Regions from separate parts of the Mus musculus genome. Here region 1 is linked to region 2. A link is a contact called in public Hi-C data. All regions are on one chromosome and are shown on one strand. The core of a region is the stretch at or near the end of the contact, and the rest is flanking DNA. Distances in the headings are between cores, read along the strand shown. Region 1 overlaps Lypla1 (lysophospholipase 1). Region 2 holds the start of Mrpl15 (mitochondrial ribosomal protein L15).

The links. Hi-C and Micro-C count contacts between places; a contact is called where the count stands out from the background.
Region 1: a contact with region 2 is called in a Hi-C map of liver, with 5 times the contacts expected there. The contact joins the enhancer-like site here to the promoter of Mrpl15 in region 2. A contact is called at or near these places in 5 of 39 promoter capture datasets (embryonic stem cells, liver, macrophages and 1 more), 41 of 484 Hi-C or Micro-C datasets (the AML12 cell line, CD8 T cells, embryonic stem cells and 7 more), 6 of 115 datasets of contacts at active chromatin or transcription factors (the SCID.adh cell line, embryonic stem cells and liver) and 4 of 9 other capture datasets (adipose tissue, embryonic stem cells, liver and 1 more).

The regions. Positions count from the first base shown.
Region 1 is chr1:4,827,604-4,832,144 of GRCm38.p6, reverse strand. Lypla1 (lysophospholipase 1) reads right to left here. Exons shown (of 9, transcript NM_008866.3): 3 at 3,496-3,561; 4 at 1,830-1,877. Among named protein-coding and RNA genes, the nearest start is that of Lypla1, 22 kb to the right of the region's middle. Within about 2 kb of position 2,709, at least 5 of the 459 cell types and tissues checked have an H3K27ac peak or open chromatin away from gene starts, as enhancers often do. A contact at or near this core is called in liver, where this site is marked.
Region 2 is chr1:4,782,755-4,787,009 of GRCm38.p6, reverse strand. Mrpl15 (mitochondrial ribosomal protein L15) reads left to right here and starts at 1,284. Exons shown (of 5, transcript NM_001177658.1): 1 at 1,284-1,437; 2 at 2,905-3,059. The coding sequence starts at 1,333.

The DNA.
Region 1 (4,541 bases), core at 1,460-3,959, 44 kb before region 2:
AAACAGTAGAACTTTCTGGAGAAATGAGGCTCAGTTTAAAATGTACTGGCTACAATTAACTGAAACATGTGTAGCTGACATCCTCTATGTTCCTTTTACACTAAGACACTGGCTCTCATGTTAAAAAGTCAGTGTTCCACACTTGCAACATCATAACAACCTAGAAAGTGCTTAATCCAATCTTACACTCAAGTAAGGACTTCAGCTAACAAGGCTAAGAAGTCTGTAGTAAATGTTAGCCATTTCCTTCTATGTAGGTCAATGCAACAGGACACTTATGTGAATCACATCACTCTTGCATGTACTATTAAGAGCTACTTGTAATGACCTCTATCCATATTCTCCCAAACTTTTCATTATAGCACCACCTCAAATCAGAAGTCAGGGAAGCCATCCTTTGGCCCTTTGTGCTTTTCTGCTGACATGACAGTCTCCAGCAACCATGATACAACCTTTAGTTCACAGATGGAAATCTTTTCAGATAGAGTAGCTGAAAGAATCCAAAGTCAAGGGGAGTAGGGACTCATAAGGCTGTCAAGGAATTAAAGAAACAAACCAGCCTAGCTGAAGAGTGCAGAGTGAGTAGGAAAAGCAGAGTGGAGAAGAAGACATGGGCTGGTGAAGTCTCACAATTCACAGTGCCAAACCAGCCCAACTACTACGCTTACTTGTCAGAGCTGAATTAAATATGTCAGAATTGGAACAGTCCCACTTGACAACACTAAAGAAATGACTGCATAATGAAATCTGAGAGAAGGAAAAGTACTCCTGGGGAAGCAGCAAAGGGCAAACAACCCAGTCAAGGCTGTAAACGTGCGCAAAGGACAGAACAGCAGGAGCTGGACCGAATATCAAAGTGCCAAGATCAAAACAGTAGTGTTTGACAAATCCAGAGTCTCGGCAGTGGAAAGAAACCCACAAGTAGCACAGAGGGACCCTCACTAACTGTACTTTCTGGCTGTGAAGGGCATGAGAGGCACCTTGAGAGAATGACAAGGCAATGAATGGCCTTAACATCCAACCAGCCAGCCAGGAAGACAAGAGTTGGCAGAATAAAGAGGCTGCGGCGTAATCAGTGTGCATCTCATGAATCAAATGTTCGATAAATGAACCCAACAAACACCAAATAGTGGGGTAGATTTCTCTTCATTACTCCCAGAAAATGGCTTTTCTACCGTTCTCTTAACTCACAAATATAAAGTATGAATATTGGAATAAAGGTTACGCTTAAATGCTCTCTTGTAGTTTAAGCATATCTTAAAAAAGGATGCACAGGGGCCAGAGAGATAGCTCAGCAGTTAAGAGCACAGATTACTTTTCTAGAGGTCTTGAGTTCAATTCCCAGCCACCACATGGTGGCTCACAACCATCTGTAATGGGATCTAGTGTCCTCTTCTAGTGTGTCTGAAGACAGCTACAGTGTACTCATATACATAAAATAAACAGGCAAATCTTTAAAAAAAAAAGGCACTGTTGGCTATATAGTGCATAGAAGAATTTTTTTTTTTAAAAAAAGCTTCTTTAGACCAGTGATTCCATTGTAACTGTTACATGCTATGCCTGTGTGTATCTTCTTTGCCTCTATTTGGTCCTGTCCCTGAATGACTGAGTCCATGAGGGGAGAGGCCAGACTGTGTCAAGTTCTAACTCATGTACATCATGCTACCCAGAGAAGGACACAAAGGCCTAGTCTAGCCTCTTAAGGGATACAGCAGCCCCTGAAGAGCAGCACAGGATCATGACCTGCAACTTATGGAGAAAAAATAAAAAATAAAAAGCCTCCTGCAAAGGCTACAAGGTCATTAATGAGGAAGTAAACTCTTACTTACCAAGAAGGCATAGCCATATTCATATTTAATGTGACTGGCATCACAGGGCTAGGTGGAAAAGAAACAAAGAGCACATGAGAGTAACAGCCACGTTTCACACTACGACTTTAACATGGACTGCAGTTCACACATCCACCTTCCCAGCTCTGTTCTCTTTGTCCAGCCACTGCTTTCTGAAAGCAGAGCAGCTGTGGCCAAGGACTAAACTTGGCTCATAACAAATACTTTCTGTCTCAACGGCCTTACTTTATACCTGTAATTTCTAAGAACTGAGACCATTAGAAATACACAAACAATTGAGACTCTGCTAAGAACATTTTATTGCCTAGCTACTGTTCCATTAACTCCCATATGCCTGAATCACATTTTGCTTATTCCTTAGTTATATGCCTGCTTGATTAAGAGACCTATAGATAAATATAAGTTCTACCCAAGTGTCCATTATGTTCAACTCAAGTCTGTAATGAAAAACAGGCTGAGTAATCAAAAAAGCCTGGTACAAGAGGAAAGGAGAAAGGAATGTGAATATACTCTTAATTACCAGAGCCACTATCATCCTGATTCATACAACAAACCCATTCAACATTCTATGAAAACATAAACTTCCCCAGGTTAGGAAACAGTCTTAGAGTAATTCAATTTAGGGGCAAATATAGTGAAGAATTCTGTCTCTTGTTTGGGCTGGCCACGCCACGCTAGCCAAAGCACTCAGCTGCAGCCTACAGAGGTAATTAGACCCTCTGCTGCAGGACAAGGAACCCTCAGGTTCACTCCTCTTTGATACTCTTCTCAGTCGTCCTGCTGCCATTTCTGAGGCGTAAGCACTAGCCCGCTGGCACTGCTCCAGCGCCTCTAACGTCCCCCATGGCTTCACTTAGTAACCTTTCACCTCAAGTTAGCAAAGCCAATTGATTTTCTGAGTTTGCTTAAAACTTGCTAGCTTCTTACTGAACCAGCAAACATTTTTCTGAACCAGGTTCTACAACCGTATCTACAACAGCATATCACACTGCCTCTAATAAAAGCTGAGTGTCTTCAATTTAATAAAGATTGGAGCTTCATAGGCACTTACATATCTAAAAGAATTGTTCTGGCTTTAAGTTCTCTTGAGCTCTAGAAGAATTTTTTTTTTGGTTTTTCAAGACAGTGTTTCTTTGTGTAGCTCTGGCTGTCCTGGAACTCACTCTGTAGACCAGGCTGGCCTCGAACTCAGAAATCCACCTGCCTCTGCCTCCCGAGTGCTGGGATTAAAGGTGTGTGCCACCACGCCCAGGGAATTTTTTTTTAAAGATTTATTTATTATTATACATAAGTATACTAACTTTCTTCAGATTCGCCAGAAGAGGGCATCAGATCTCATTATGGGTGGTTATGAGCCACCATGTGGTTGCTGGGATTTGAACTCAGGACCTTTGGAAGAGCAGTCAGTGATCTTACCCACTGAGCCATCTCACAAGCCCTAGAAGAATATCTTAAATTTCAAAATAGCAATCTTCCCTCCACCCCAGTTTAACCAAGAGAAGATTTTAGTTTTAAGGAATGCTATTAGTCTTCTTTTATTTAAAAGGGAAACAATTATATTCAAGTATTTTTCTGGAAAAGCAAAGCTATCACAATTTTGTTATAGGTTCTGAAGAAAAAAAAGCTAAATATTAGAAATACTCACGCATGTGGACAGATGTATTTGATGTGGGGACTTTTGATACCTGCAAAGGCTTCTGCCCATCCATGCCTGGTAGAAAAGTATGAAAAGCATGCTATTAACTACTGTTTTACACTCTAGTAAACTGGTATAGAACAGTACTTAAAACTTCTATAAGAACAGATGTTAGCTCCACCTAGTACCCGAGCATAAGGAGAGTGTGCTAGTGAGCGCATTGCAGACCTGGAAGCAAGGGTCATTTTCTAATGTCTGCCTAAAGAGAGAAAGATGCTCTCGCCTGAGTTCTGTCAACAGTCACTGCTGTTAGATCATACGGCTTGATACATAAAAGACCTTTAAAATCATCAGGAAAATTCTAGAGCTGGTAAACTTTTAGCAATGTAACAGAATACAAAATTAACACTAAAATCTATAGCCTGCCTATATACAAATGACATTGAGGAAAAAGAGAAACAATACTTTTCACAACAGTCTCAGATTATATACATACAGACTTACATACATAGTACATACATACACATATATACACATATAAATGTTCTAATATATATTTTTAAAAGTATATATTCAAAATATAGTTATTCTAAAACAAATACAGATATAAATGTCTTAGAGCCAAACAAATGGAAGATCTGTATAATAAAAACTTTAAGGTAATAAAGAAATGGAAGACAATAGAAGATAAAATAATCCCCCAAGCTCATGAGTCGGTAGGATTAAAACAATGAAATAGACATCCTATCAAAAGCAACCTCCAAATTAAATGCAATTCCCATCAAAATCCCAACACAATTATTCACAGGAGTTGAAAATAACTCAAAACTTATATGGAAATAAACATGACCTGTGATAGCTAAAACACTGCTGGAAGTATCATCATCCCTGCCTTCTCTAGAGCTTTAGTAATAACCACATGGCATTGACATAAAAACAGACACACTGATAAATAGAAGATAATGGAAAAATCAGATAAAAGCCCGAACTCCTTCAGCAACCTGATTCTGACAGGCCAACAATACACATCTCTACAAATGACTGGATAGCTACAT
Region 2 (4,255 bases), core at 35-2,534:
CTCTTCCATCTTCTTTTTGCCTTTCCTATAATCATCCTCATACCCCAAGTCGTGGTTTCCATGTTGAATGACCAGCAGGCTCTGGCCCCAGGCCCAAATCCATGGTTTTGAGTAGCTCACCCCGATATCTACCTTATGTGTAACCTGTTGGAACATGTGAAAGGGCTAGCTAGTCCTGCTGATCCAGAGCTGCAGGATCTCAGTGACCTAGGACAATAGCAGGATAACCGAATAGAGTCCCTGTGAGGATCCAATATTGGTGTAGCAGAAGCCAGAGACCTAGAACCAGACCAATGACTCATTGCAATGTACATTTGCAAGTAATAATGTATGGACAAAAGGGTATACTGTAGGACACACTGTGACACACGACAGCTTCACGATGAGGTTTCCTAAACTTTATTTTTATTTTGGGGGGGGGGGGGTTTGCAAGGGCAAAAAGGACGGAGGGATTGTGGATCTGGAGTGTATGATGTGAAATTCACAATGAATCAATAAAATAAAAATAAAGGTTTATTTGAGTTAGAAACAGCTGCTTATTAAATTGTCTCACCTTCACTATATAACTGATAGAGCTTGGTAGGAGCAATTCTCCAGCAAGACAGTGGAACGGAAAAAGAATATAAAAATGAACACATTGTTTTCTATATTACTTGTATTAAGACAAGTTTTAAAAATCATTTAATTTGGAGAGTTAAATATATGTTTGGCAGTTTAAGTTCATTAGCTTTGAATCCTATCTATACCATCTGCTGTGACAGCTGGGTCGATCTGATAGGCATAAAACCACACCTCGCTTCTAGCGTGGTTGTTTATATGAATCTAGTAAGGCTAACTTTAACTCAGTTTCTGGCATACCCCAGGAGCTAAGTATGCCCCACCCCCCATCGTTAACTGCAAGGCACGCTATTAGGTTGAACCTAATTAGACAATTAATTCTAGAGCCAGGCACTGTAACAGTTGAATTACCAGAGTCTCAAAGCTTGAACCTGTTCACATCATTTTGGATTACTTTTCGCTTCATGAGGCCCCACTTTTACCGTACAGCGTGTTCAGTCATTACAGGGCAGAAGAGAACAGTTTTCGTTCACAAAATGGTACCAAAGCCAGAGGATAAAGCATGATCTCACAAAAGTTGATGCAGTTCCCCGAAGTAAAAAGACATCAAGCCTGGAAGCTGGAAGACATAGCCTACCGACGCGGATGCGGTCGCTCTGCAGCACGACAGGGGCGGGGCAGTACGGCCGCTGCAGCGCGACAGGGGCCGGGCGGAGCCGTAAAGCAACGCGGAGTCTACGCCGCTTCCTGGGCGCCCTTGAAGCACCGCGGGTCATGGCTGGCACGGCGCGCGGCTGCGGGACCAGCCTGGACCTGCTGCGGTCCTTGCCGAGAGTGAGCCTGGCCAACCTGAAGCCCAGTCCTAACTCCAGAAAACGGGTAAACGCTTGGCGGCGGTGCGGGGAGTGCAGGGGCCGCGTCACTCTGGCGATGGACGCGTGCGGGCGCCTGGCTCCCTTCCGCGTGCGCCCAGTGTTAAGGATGCTAAGCAGGCGGAGGGTACACACTCGGGAACTGCAGACGATTCATCCAAAATTGCGTTTAAACTGAACTGCTTAGCAAGTGCCTATCGTCGTTATAAAAATCCCAGTGTTTTTTCTACATTCCAGCTGGCCAATGTGCAACCCAGGGTGCAACTAGAAAACTGTTGTGGGTCGGCTGCTCGGCTTTTACAGTAACTTAATATACGGCTTTTTTTTTAGGGGGGGGGGCGGTTGACAAAGTCAATTAAGGGAAAGATGTTACGGAGTTAGAGAACACCGAAAGACTACCCGACTCTATCCAGTTGTAATTAGCCAATTTTTTAATGTTATAGTGCAGCCAACCACAATTCCCCTTAGGCCCAGGTTAAAGGGGTAGAAGGTGGAGGGCTTTGAAAGGTCGCAATTACTTTATTTCTGGGGAACTTACAGCTACATGAGGAACTTTACCGAAGCAATTAATCATTTCACATCAGTTTTACAATTCTGTGGAGGGGGACAAGTTGCCAGGAGCTTATCTTTTAGGAATTTAGGAAATTAGAATGTGTCCCTAGCAAAAATTGGAGTTTTCCTTAGCCATATGTGATCTAATTACATATTTACGATTAATTTAAAAATAAAACATTTAATGTCACTCAAGCCTCGTTTTGGCTGTTTAGTTCTAGGATTTTCTTTTTCCGTTCCAGCTGCTTTTTCCTGAAGACTAAATTTAGGCCCTTAGCTTGTTTGTTCAAGCACACTATACCACTGAGCTGTAATCCCAAACCCTTTCCCGATGCCCTCTCACCGCCCCCCCCCCCCCCCCCCCCCAGGGTTTCTCTGTAGAGCCCTGGCTGTCCTGGAACTCACTTTTTAGACCAGGCTGGCCTCGGACTCAGAAATCCTCCTGTCCCTGCCTCTCGAGTGCTGGGATTAAAGGCATGCGCCACCACATCTGGTTCCCTTTCCCGATTTTTAAATGCTTTATTCAGAGACAGACTCTCAGAAAATTGGGGGTTGCTGGCCTTGCCCTTTTTTTGTAGCTTAGGCAGGCCTTGAACTTTGAATCCTCCTGCCTCAACCTAGCAGATAGCAATCACTACAGGGACCTAGCTTATTGTAGAGCTTGTTATTCCTGTTGGATCCCATCCCTTCCTTAGAACTTTGCCCTGTGTTTCACCTTGTATTTTGGTTACTAGGATCAGCTACATTCTGAGAGAACTATGTTGGTGGAGTATAAAGATGAGCACGCAGCTAGAGCAGGGCTTGGCACACGGTACTTTACCTCTGGTGCAATGGATAAACAGCATTAATATGGAATATGCTATGAGATGAGACAGTTTTCAGAAATGTATCTGAAGATCTTAAAACTCACTTTTTCTTGTAGGAAAGACGTCCAAGAGATCGGAGAAGAGGTAGGAAGTGTGGCAGAGGCCATAAAGGAGAAAGGCAGAGAGGAACCCGGCCAAGGCTGGGCTTTGAGGGAGGGCAGACTCCATTTTACATACGAATCCCAAAATATGGATTTAATGAAGGACATAGGTAAGGTTGTTTTTTTTTTTTTGTTTTTTGTTTTTTGTTTTTTTTAAGTACAAATCGTAATTTCCACTAAGAAGTACACAAGTAATTTGGTAGATACCTTATGTTTATTTAGGAACACACTTATGGTACTGTTGCTTTGAATAATTTTTAGTAATGTAACTTACCCTCTATTGTCTGTGTCACTGTATGACTATGCCCCCAGAAAAGCACATTTGTACAGAGTCTACTCAGACCAACAACATGCTGATGATAGTGCTTGCTGTCATAATTCCTTAGATGATTAACAATTGAAAAATGTATATGTATCTTTCCATATCTATATATATCTATATATATCTGTATCTATATTTATATATAAAAGGTAAATGTATCTTGCCATATGTATTTTTATTTCCATGTATATTACCTTTTTTTTTTTTTAAAGATTCATTTATTTATTATATGTAAGTACACTATAGCTGTCTTCAGACACTCCAGAAGAGGGCATCAGATTTCGTTACGGATGGTTGTGAGCCACCATGTGGTTGCTGGGATTTGAACTTGGAACCTTTGGAAGAGCAGTCGGTGCTCTTAACCACTGAGCCATCTCACCAGCCTGTATATTACCTTTTTAAATGGGTATATATTTGAAATATAGATATATTTAGATACATATACACAAACATCCCCATATATATTATGTATGTATGTATATATATATATATTACATTATGTATATAATATGTATGCATATATAATATGTTTATGGCACATTGTAGTGGGTACCATTTTTATTTTATGATGTTATTTTTTTAAATTTATTTACTTATTATATGTAAGTACACTGTAGCTGGCTTCAGACACTCCAGAAGAGGGCATCAGATCTCATTACAGATGGTTATGAGCCACCATGTGGTTTCTGGGGATTGAACTCAGGACCATTGGAAGAGCAGTCAGTGCTCTTAAATGCTGAGCCATCTCTCCAGCACCTTATGATATTATCTTGAATTAAACTGTGAGTTACTTGTGTCCATGAGTGAAGTAAATGTTTAGAGAGGTAAATTTTTTTTAGTGGACCAAAGGAAGCACTGGTGTTTTATTATGTGTTTGTGTTGTGCTTATAAATTTATTTTAGACCATCAGAAATTATGAAGGAAAACACTGGAAAGCGTGCTGGTTTGAAGAGGATACAGGAAGGTTACTTGGTGTTTTCTAAT